3 separate regions of the Zea mays genome follow, and all the other regions are linked to region 3. A link is a contact called in public Hi-C data. All regions are on one chromosome and are shown on one strand. The core of a region is the stretch at or near the end of the contact, and the rest is flanking DNA. Distances in the headings are between cores, read along the strand shown. Region 1 holds the start of LOC100284757 (fasciclin-like arabinogalactan protein 10). Region 2 holds the start of LOC100284035. Region 3 holds the start of LOC100286013 (zinc finger protein ZAT3).

Region 1 (2,700 bases), core at 124-2,623, 140 kb before region 3:
AAATGGTCCTGCAGATGTTTTATGCATTTTCACCCCAGGATTCATGCCCAGTTGCACTTGCACACTGCAGCTAGCTAGCTAGCTGCTGCTCGTCGACCATGGATATGGAACCTCTGCTCTCTACACACCCATTGCAGCTAGAAGAATGAACTGCTCGCTCTCTCTGAGTCAGCATAACCAAACCTGGCCACGCCCTTACGAATCAACAAGATTTGAGTTTTGATGTACACCACCAGGTCACATATCGACCTTGTTCATACTTCATACTAACAACGGCAGTAATCGATGAAGTAATAAGCAACCGAGCATGACCAAGAACCAAAAAGGCATGGCGTCTCCATCCAAAGACAACAGCTGGGTGGCCGAGCAATCTTTAAACCACCCCGCCCTAAGCAGCCAAGGCGGCGGCCACGGCGATAGCGGCGGCGGCGGTCGCGAGCCACCGCGTGCGGCACGGGGCCGCCGCGTTCTTCTTGTAGTCCTTCCTCTGGTCGGCCGGCGAGGCGTCGGCGGCGGCCGGGCCAGGCGCGTCCGCTCCGCGCCGCCGCTGGTGCCGCGTCCGCTTGGCGGACCTAGGCGCCAGCGCCGGCGCCGGCGCGGGCGCAGGGGTCGGCGCGTCCGCCACGGGGTCGAACAGCTCCACGGGCTCCAGCACCGCGTCCACGGCGTAGATGGCGACGGGGTCCCTGTCGTAGACGGTGGAGCGCACGCGGGCCGGCGCGTCGGCCGCCGGCGTCCGCAGCGTCACCTGGTCGCCCGCGTTCTGCACCGTCAGGTTGTAGTTGCTGGCGGCGCCGTCGGTGGCCAGCGTGTTCATGGGCCCGTTGCTGGATTTCAGGCCCCGCAGCGTGTAGTACACGGGCACCGCGTGGAACAGCAGCAGCGACGCCTTGCCGTCCGCGCTCAGGTTCCGGTAGCTGGGCATGAACCCGCGCACGGCCTCGTCCGTCGGGCAGAACGCCGTCACGCCGCCGCTCACCGCCGACTCGAACGCCGACAGAGCGTCGGGGGACTTGTCCAGCAGCGACGCGAACGCCTTGCACCCGCCCTTGGACATGAGCGCCGTGATGTTGGGCGTCGCCTTCGCCGCGGTGCCGCCGCCGGCGGCGGCGGCCGAGGCTAGCGGCAGGAGGAAGAGGAGCGCTAGCGCCCCCGCGGTGGTGGTGGCGGCGCCGAGTGGGGAGTGGCACATTGCGGCGCGTGGGAGTGAGCGGCAGGCAGATGGCAGCGGCCGACACTCCAGCAGCCGAGAGTGAAATGTCAGTGTGAGGACTGAGGTGATGGGCTGGCTTTGTGATTTTACAGAAAGAAATACCTTCACACAAACCAGACTTGTTGCTCAGCTCATCGCCACAAAGAAACCAGGCTAGAGGAAGGAGACAAAGAAATGAAAGAGGACGACAAAAGACAGGCTGGGAGTACGGCCGGAGAAGGGAGGGACCAGCCAGCAGCACAGGATACAGCTATTGTATGAATATTTTGAATTTCATGAGCACAAACAGATAACCATTTCCTGATTTCTAGCATTGCTTAAGATCTGCAGGAATGTTACCAGAGTTCAACCACTTTGCCACCGCTCCCCAAATTACTCTAGAGATAGAACATTTGAGAAACATATGATCCACAGATTCCATATGATCACAAAAAACATTAGGAAGCATCTCCATTCCGGTTTCTTTTGATCAAGTTATTTTTGGTTCAAAGCACATTATTTTCTAAGAACCACATAAAATTTTTTATCTTAGGAGGTATCATGGTTTCGAAAACCAGAGAACAATGAGATTTGTTCGGCTGAGAGCTCGCAGACTCACTCGGAATGGTGAGTCTCTGGGACTCGGTGAGAGATCTAAGACATGTGGTTTATATTAGTTCGAGTTCGCACCCTACTCCAGTATAGTGTTAGTCGTAGTATTGCTTCCCTTTTATATCTCAAGGGTAGGACGTTATAGTGGGACTTGTACTCTACTGGAAAGAGAGAGAGAGAGAGATCTGCTCCCTGGGTTGGCGTGGTGGGTCCTTCGTAGGGTCGTGCGTAGCTGTACTCCTGACACGGCATCGTCCTTTCCTGTTGCTTTGGCTCTTGTAGCGAGTCCATCGCTGACATATTTGTAATGGGTTCCACGGATCAGTCTTAAAGTGCGGTCGTATGGGGCGTGGCTTCTCCTGTTGTCATGGGCCTTCATCACCTGCCAGCGTGCACAGGCGCACACTCGGTATGGTGCACCGTTTCGTCGTACCGATGTACGAGTCACTGTAGAGACCCAAGTGCCCATTCGATGTGTTGTGCCACCAACCACTTCCTAGTTGTTGCCCACTTTTTGCCAACCGCGGACGTTCCGCGCTCCTGGCCCAGACGGTCCGCCCCTGCACATCAACGACTAAAATCACAATTATCAATAGTAATGGCTATATCAACGACTATAAGTGCATTAAATGCGTCGTCAGATGTCAAATAAAGCCATCGCGGACAGTTCGGCCGTGCACCCTAGACAGTCCGTGAGAACACTATAATTCCTTTTTACCGAACTTGGCACTTTCGGGTTTCTCTGGTTTCCAATGGGCAGACGATCCACGCTTGAGGCCAGACAGTCCGCACATGGTGTTGGACGGTACCCACTTATCTGTCGAACAATCCGTAGTAGGGATGTGAGTTTTGCACAGTTTCTGCCCAAGGCTCACCGAGGTGTCGCAGACGGTCCG
Region 2 (2,700 bases), core at 34-2,533, 130 kb after region 3:
GTTGAGGATGCCGGTGATGTAGGCGGCTGCGCCACCAAACCCTAGACCCTAATCTCCATGGTAGAGGCGAACGCAGAGCGAGACAAAAGAAGACGCGTACCAGAGAGATGGGGAGGCCGAGGTCCAGTTCCCACCGACGCCGCAGTCGGTGCCGCCCTTGCTCGCGTCGTAGAGGAGAGAAGTGGTGGAGTTAGGACGTGGCTGTGGACCTCTCACCACCACCAACCCGAGTGGCCGAGAGCGAGCCGCGTCGAGATCATGGTGGCGGCCCAACGACCGTGTCCGGCGCGATCTGGTGAAGCCGAGCAGGTTGGGGAAGAAGCGAGACGAGAGGGACGGAGAGAGAGGGAGGGGGAGAGGGCGGCGGCGTCGGTTCCAGAGAGGGAGAGGTTGCTCGTGGCGTCGGTTCCAGAGAGGGAGGACACACGCGGGCGGATGGATTGCGAGCGGCTAGCGCGGGCGACTACCGTGACACGGACGGTCGAGATCGATTAACGACAACACGGACGGTCGAGATCGATTAACGGCAGAACGGCAGAACGAGGGAGGCAGACTACTATTGCTTACTTAATAAGTAGTACAGATATTCAGGCAATGATATGACGAAAATACAGCATGTATGCATGATCATGGCAGGATTGCCGGCCGGAACAACCTGAAAGAGTGAGCTGGGTGAAGGGACCCAATATATAGTGGCCATGCATGACAGCCAAAGCCAACTCCATTTCCATGTCGCCGGCACAGCTTACACTGGATCCAATCCTCAGCAGCAGGACCCGGCCGGACAGAAATCATGGATGGAACACCCAATTTACATGGACCATGCATGTCGTATGCACAAAAAAAGGGACTAAAGTCTAAAGAGAGGGTGTTTGTTCGAAAAAAATAAAAGAAGGAAATCTTATATTTCATTGCAATATAGTAGATTAATAGTAGTAGTAGTAATATTGATAATGGTATGATCTTACACTCCATATTTAGCAACAAGCAATTAAGCATTGGCATAGTACAAAGCCCAAATCTCTGGACATTTATAGCCCCGGATCAAAGAAAGGCAATGCAGGAATTACATGTATTGATCTTTTAGGAAGAATACTTGTAAAAAGTAGGACCTCACGTGCTTTCCTTTGTGTGGTCACGTGACAGCCTTCCTCTCCCGGCGAGGCAACTCCGCGGCTCCGCCCCCTAATTCCGCGCCAATCTTTAACCCCCTCTCCCCTTCCCCTCCGATAAACCCCGGAGGAGACTCGACTATTTCTACTCAGATCCCTGAAGAACACAACAATTCCATGCACGTCCTTCCGTGGTGCAGCTCCGAGCTGGAAACTTTCCAATTGGGCCTCTAAAACAATCTGCTGCCCGTGAAGTTGAAGCCCCCGGACCTCTCTCTCTCTCTCTCTCCCTCCCTTCCATCCAGGCTGCCACGCCGCCTCCACCTTACCGGCCGGCCGGAGATAAGAAGACCCTGATGCGGCTGCGGCCGCAGCGGCCGGAGGCCTGAGGTTGCTTGGTTGGATATGGGTGGAGTGACTTCGTCCGTGGCCTCTAAGATGGCCTTCTTCCCTCCCGACCCGCCGTCTTACGGCGTGGTGGACGAGGAGGACGAGGACGCGGCGTGCAACAAGGTGGCAACAACGAGGAGGGTGGCGATGACGGGCGTGCGGTGGAGCGTGGGCGTGGAGGCGAGGCGGGTGCGCACGCGGCGGGGCTCCGACATCATCGCCGTCTACGTGCGGCACCCCGGGGCTAGCCTCACCCTCCTCTTCTCCCACGGCAACGCCGCCGACCTCGGCAAGATGTACGGCATCTTCGTCGAGCTCAGCGAACGACTCCACGTCAACCTCATGGGGTGAGTGATGATGAAGCTCTGTCAGTGTGGTTGACTGCTTTCTCCGGCGATGCTTTTGACTTGGTTGGACGGAACCAAGATAGATTACTGCTTTATTTTTAGTTATTTCTGGAATGGAATGGATGATGATCTTGTGAAAAGAAACGAATTTTTTTTCCCGGGGAACAAATGGTCTTCTGAAAACTTATTATTGGGTTTTCTGCCTGAGTGATGAATTGAACATGATGAACGTAGTGATCATACATGTCCTTCTACTGTTATTGAGCTGGGCAATCATGTGCTGCTACTTCGATTCGCATCCATTGCTTTGATTAGCTTATAGTATATTTGATTTGAATGGGTAGTAGGGTTCGATTTCTTATTAAAGATTTATCATGCGCAATTGATACTCCTGATTCTTTTGCACTTGATACCCCTTATTTTTTAGGAACATCAGATTTTTGTCTGATTGATGAGAGAGGGGTGCGGCATGCTATTTGGCTAAGATTTTGTTTGCCATATATATATATATATATATATATATATATATATATATATATATATATATATATATATATATATATATATATATATATATTAGGTTGGTGCAACTGATGTAAATTTTGTTGGTGCTGTTACTGCTGCAGAAAATTCCATATTTTTTTTCTTACAATCATTTTACAATCGATTTAATGCCAATCTGACAATCCTCCACTTGTAAAAATATCGTGTTTGATTTTTCTTTCTTTTTTTTGTCTTTTGTCTCCGTTTGAGGTGGAGATGTTATGGCCACTTTTTTTTTGGGTAGGATAGAGTAGCTCTATTTTTCTGCAGTCATCTGTTTGGTTTGGCCGATGAGCGATGCAAAAGTT
Region 3 (2,700 bases), core at 20-2,519:
ACTATCTAATTTTGTACTGTCAAAACTATATATACATGTGTACATTTTGCCTAAAATACGTATAAAGTTAGACCCTATCGTGAGTCCGTGAGTACAAAGGAACGAATCGTAAGACGACTTGAACTCCGAACATGAATCAGAAGGGCAAGCCTCCCTGCAGATTATGTTGAATAGCATAATATGTTCAGGCCGTGCTCAACACAGCGTGGGTGAGATTGCACTATTTACGGGATGAGATAGTATTTTCTGCTATCTCTTCTATCTATCTACATCAGTTTTAATCGTTGTCCTACTCCCGCACATTTAAATGATAATAAAGTTAAAATTATGCTCAAATAGATATTTGAGCTATAATTGCTGGTTCCAAATCAATATTCACACCCACCAAACTAACCCACCAAACTAACAGAACACACGTATCTATGTTTTATATTCTATATTTAAACATAAATGCTTGTTTGAGAGTAATAGAACTAGAGAAGATTGAAGGGGCTAATACCTTTTTACTATTTAATTTTAAAAAGTAAGGTGATTTTAGCCTCATTTGATTCCCTCCAATCCCCTTCTCCCAAACAATGCCTAAATGGAAACCGTAACAACACATGAGAACTTTGCTAGTCTCTACTCCTTTAAAGTACCAGTTTCGTGTATTATTTGTGAAGCGCATAGATCCGTTCCTCTTCATGCTTCTCGCATACCCACACGCAACACATCGCTCTCATATAGTACCATCTCGCTAGAAGGCGACGAGCGACTGAGCGAGCTATAAAAAAGCTGATACATTTTTTCGGTCTTCTGACTAAAATAAAATGTAATGCTTGTTTTATCATTTTAAAATCTGATATTAAATTTGTTTTTTATGGATATAAAATTTGATTGTGTGCTGTTTTTGTATTCGTAGATTATCATACCGCACTCTGCACTCTGTGTTTTGCTCGTATTCAAGGCTAAAAAACGTACAAGGCAAGCGCAAAAAGAGGCCCAGCTAGTGCAGGGACGACACAAAGGCTGGCCGGCCTGGGAATGCATGGGCTGGGCTCTTGTATAAACTTGCAGCAAACGAATCAATCATGGTACTCCAATGTTAGCTCTCCTTGGCCCAATTAATAACGGATAGGCGGAAAAGAAGCAAGCCTAGCCGGCAACGGCAAGCCCGAAGGCGTTTTCTTCCATGTCCAAGATGCACGCTGGGTAGCAAGCAACCGCCGCCGGCCGTCAAGTCGGCAACCGCCACAGCAGGAGCGCGTCCGTACATTACATATCGCCCCCGCTCCCTTCGCAAATGCAACTTCCACTTCCCTCGTCGCCCAGCCTCCCCGATCGATCAATCCTTGGTGGTTCGCCATGGCCACTCCGGTCCGGCCTGCCGCGGCTGCTCCTGCTCGTCGTCCTCCGCAGCCACTGCCGCTGCCGGCGGCGCCCCACCACGACACGATGCTCACGCTGTCTCTCGCGCTTCCGCTTCCGCTTCCGCCTCCCGTGTTCGTCGTCCGCGCGCTCTCCCCCGACGGCGGCGGCGTCGCTCGGGTGCGGTCGTCGCCCACGGGGGACGACACGCCGCCGTGCACCGAGTGCGGCAAGCGGTTCCCGTCGTGGAAGGCGCTGTTCGGCCACATGCGGTGCCACCCGGAGCGTCAGTGGCGCGGGATGACGCCACCGCACTTCCGCCAACACCGGACCGTCGTGGCCGCCGCGGACCTGCAGTTCACCGAGCAGGAGCGCGAGACCGCCACGAGCCTGCTCATGCTCGGCGGCGGACGCCCCGCCGGCGCTGGCAAGGGCAAGAAGAGTGTCCTTGGCGCCTCGCCTAGCGCCAAGAAGGTGACCTGCGGCGCCAGCAAGTCGGCTTCTTCGCCGCCGCCCACCGTTCCAAGGTGTGACGACGACCACAAGTGTAGCGTCTGCGCTCGGGGGTTCGCGACCGGGCAGGCTCTCGGCGGGCACAAACGGTGCCACTGGGAGAGGACGACGGCATGCGCGGAGGGGACGACGACGGTGGCTGCGATCGCAACACCTGGCGCCTGCAGCCCGTCGGCAACGTCGTCGTCACAAGCGGCGCCGGCCACCACGCTGGACCTCAACCTGCCGCCGCCATTGCCACAAAAGAGCGATGGATATGGCAGCTTGGACGCGACGTTAGATCTGAAGCTTGGGATATAGAGAGCTAGCTTTGCTGGCTAGCTAGGTTCGTCTTTGTCTGTGTCTTCTCTTGACACCCTGATTCAGGAAAAATCAGCAAGTTTTTCTGATCTATCTGAATCGGCGGCTTGTTTTATCTGGACTGAAACTGAAGTCTCCAGTGGTGTACTACTAAGTCTGTACATATCCGTGTATATGTTGATATATATATAATGGAATCTATCTACCAAGAGACGAAGACAGGCCGTTGTGCCATTGCTTTATTTGCTTCTCTTTTAATTATAGATGGTCAAGTTAATCGTGTTAAATGGACTTAACTAGTGAACGGTATGATACAATCTGTATAGTGTTCATATTGGTACGGTACGGGGTTCAATGTCGTGTCGGAACTGACACCCCAACACTATAGACTAGTACGATTAGACACGACTTATATCAACCGATGATATGTGAATACGATTGTGTTGTGTGCATATAATTATGAATTGTGATTTGTTACAGGCACAACACTTATTAACAGTGTGTGATATTGTCGTGCTTAGTACCTCTAGCGTCTTACTG

The links. A called contact is a pair of places that touch in the nucleus more often than the background predicts.
Region 1: a contact with region 3 is called in a Hi-C map of ear, with 2.5 times the contacts expected there. The contact joins the promoter of LOC100284757 here to the promoter of LOC100286013 in region 3. A contact is called at or near these places in 3 of 25 Hi-C or Micro-C datasets (ear, leaf and tassel).
Region 2: a contact with region 3 is called in a Hi-C map of leaf, with 7 times the contacts expected there. The contact joins the promoter of LOC100284035 here to the promoter of LOC100286013 in region 3. A contact is called at or near these places in 5 of 25 Hi-C or Micro-C datasets (bundle sheath, endosperm, leaf and 1 more).

What each region holds. Positions count from the first base shown.
Region 1 is chr4:203,762,733-203,765,432 of Zm-B73-REFERENCE-NAM-5.0, reverse strand. It overlaps LOC100284757 (fasciclin-like arabinogalactan protein 10), which reads right to left and starts at 1,373. Exons shown (of 1, transcript NM_001157652.2): 1 at 242-1,373. The coding sequence starts at 1,192. The coding sequence ends at 389.
Region 2 is chr4:203,492,769-203,495,468 of Zm-B73-REFERENCE-NAM-5.0, reverse strand. It overlaps LOC100284035, which reads left to right and starts at 1,283. Exons shown (of 6, transcript NM_001156933.2): 1 at 1,283-1,849. The coding sequence starts at 1,518.
Region 3 is chr4:203,622,759-203,625,458 of Zm-B73-REFERENCE-NAM-5.0, reverse strand. LOC100286013 (zinc finger protein ZAT3) reads left to right here and starts at 1,269. Exons shown (of 1, transcript XM_020551970.2): 1 at 1,269-2,280. The coding sequence starts at 1,345. The coding sequence ends at 2,160.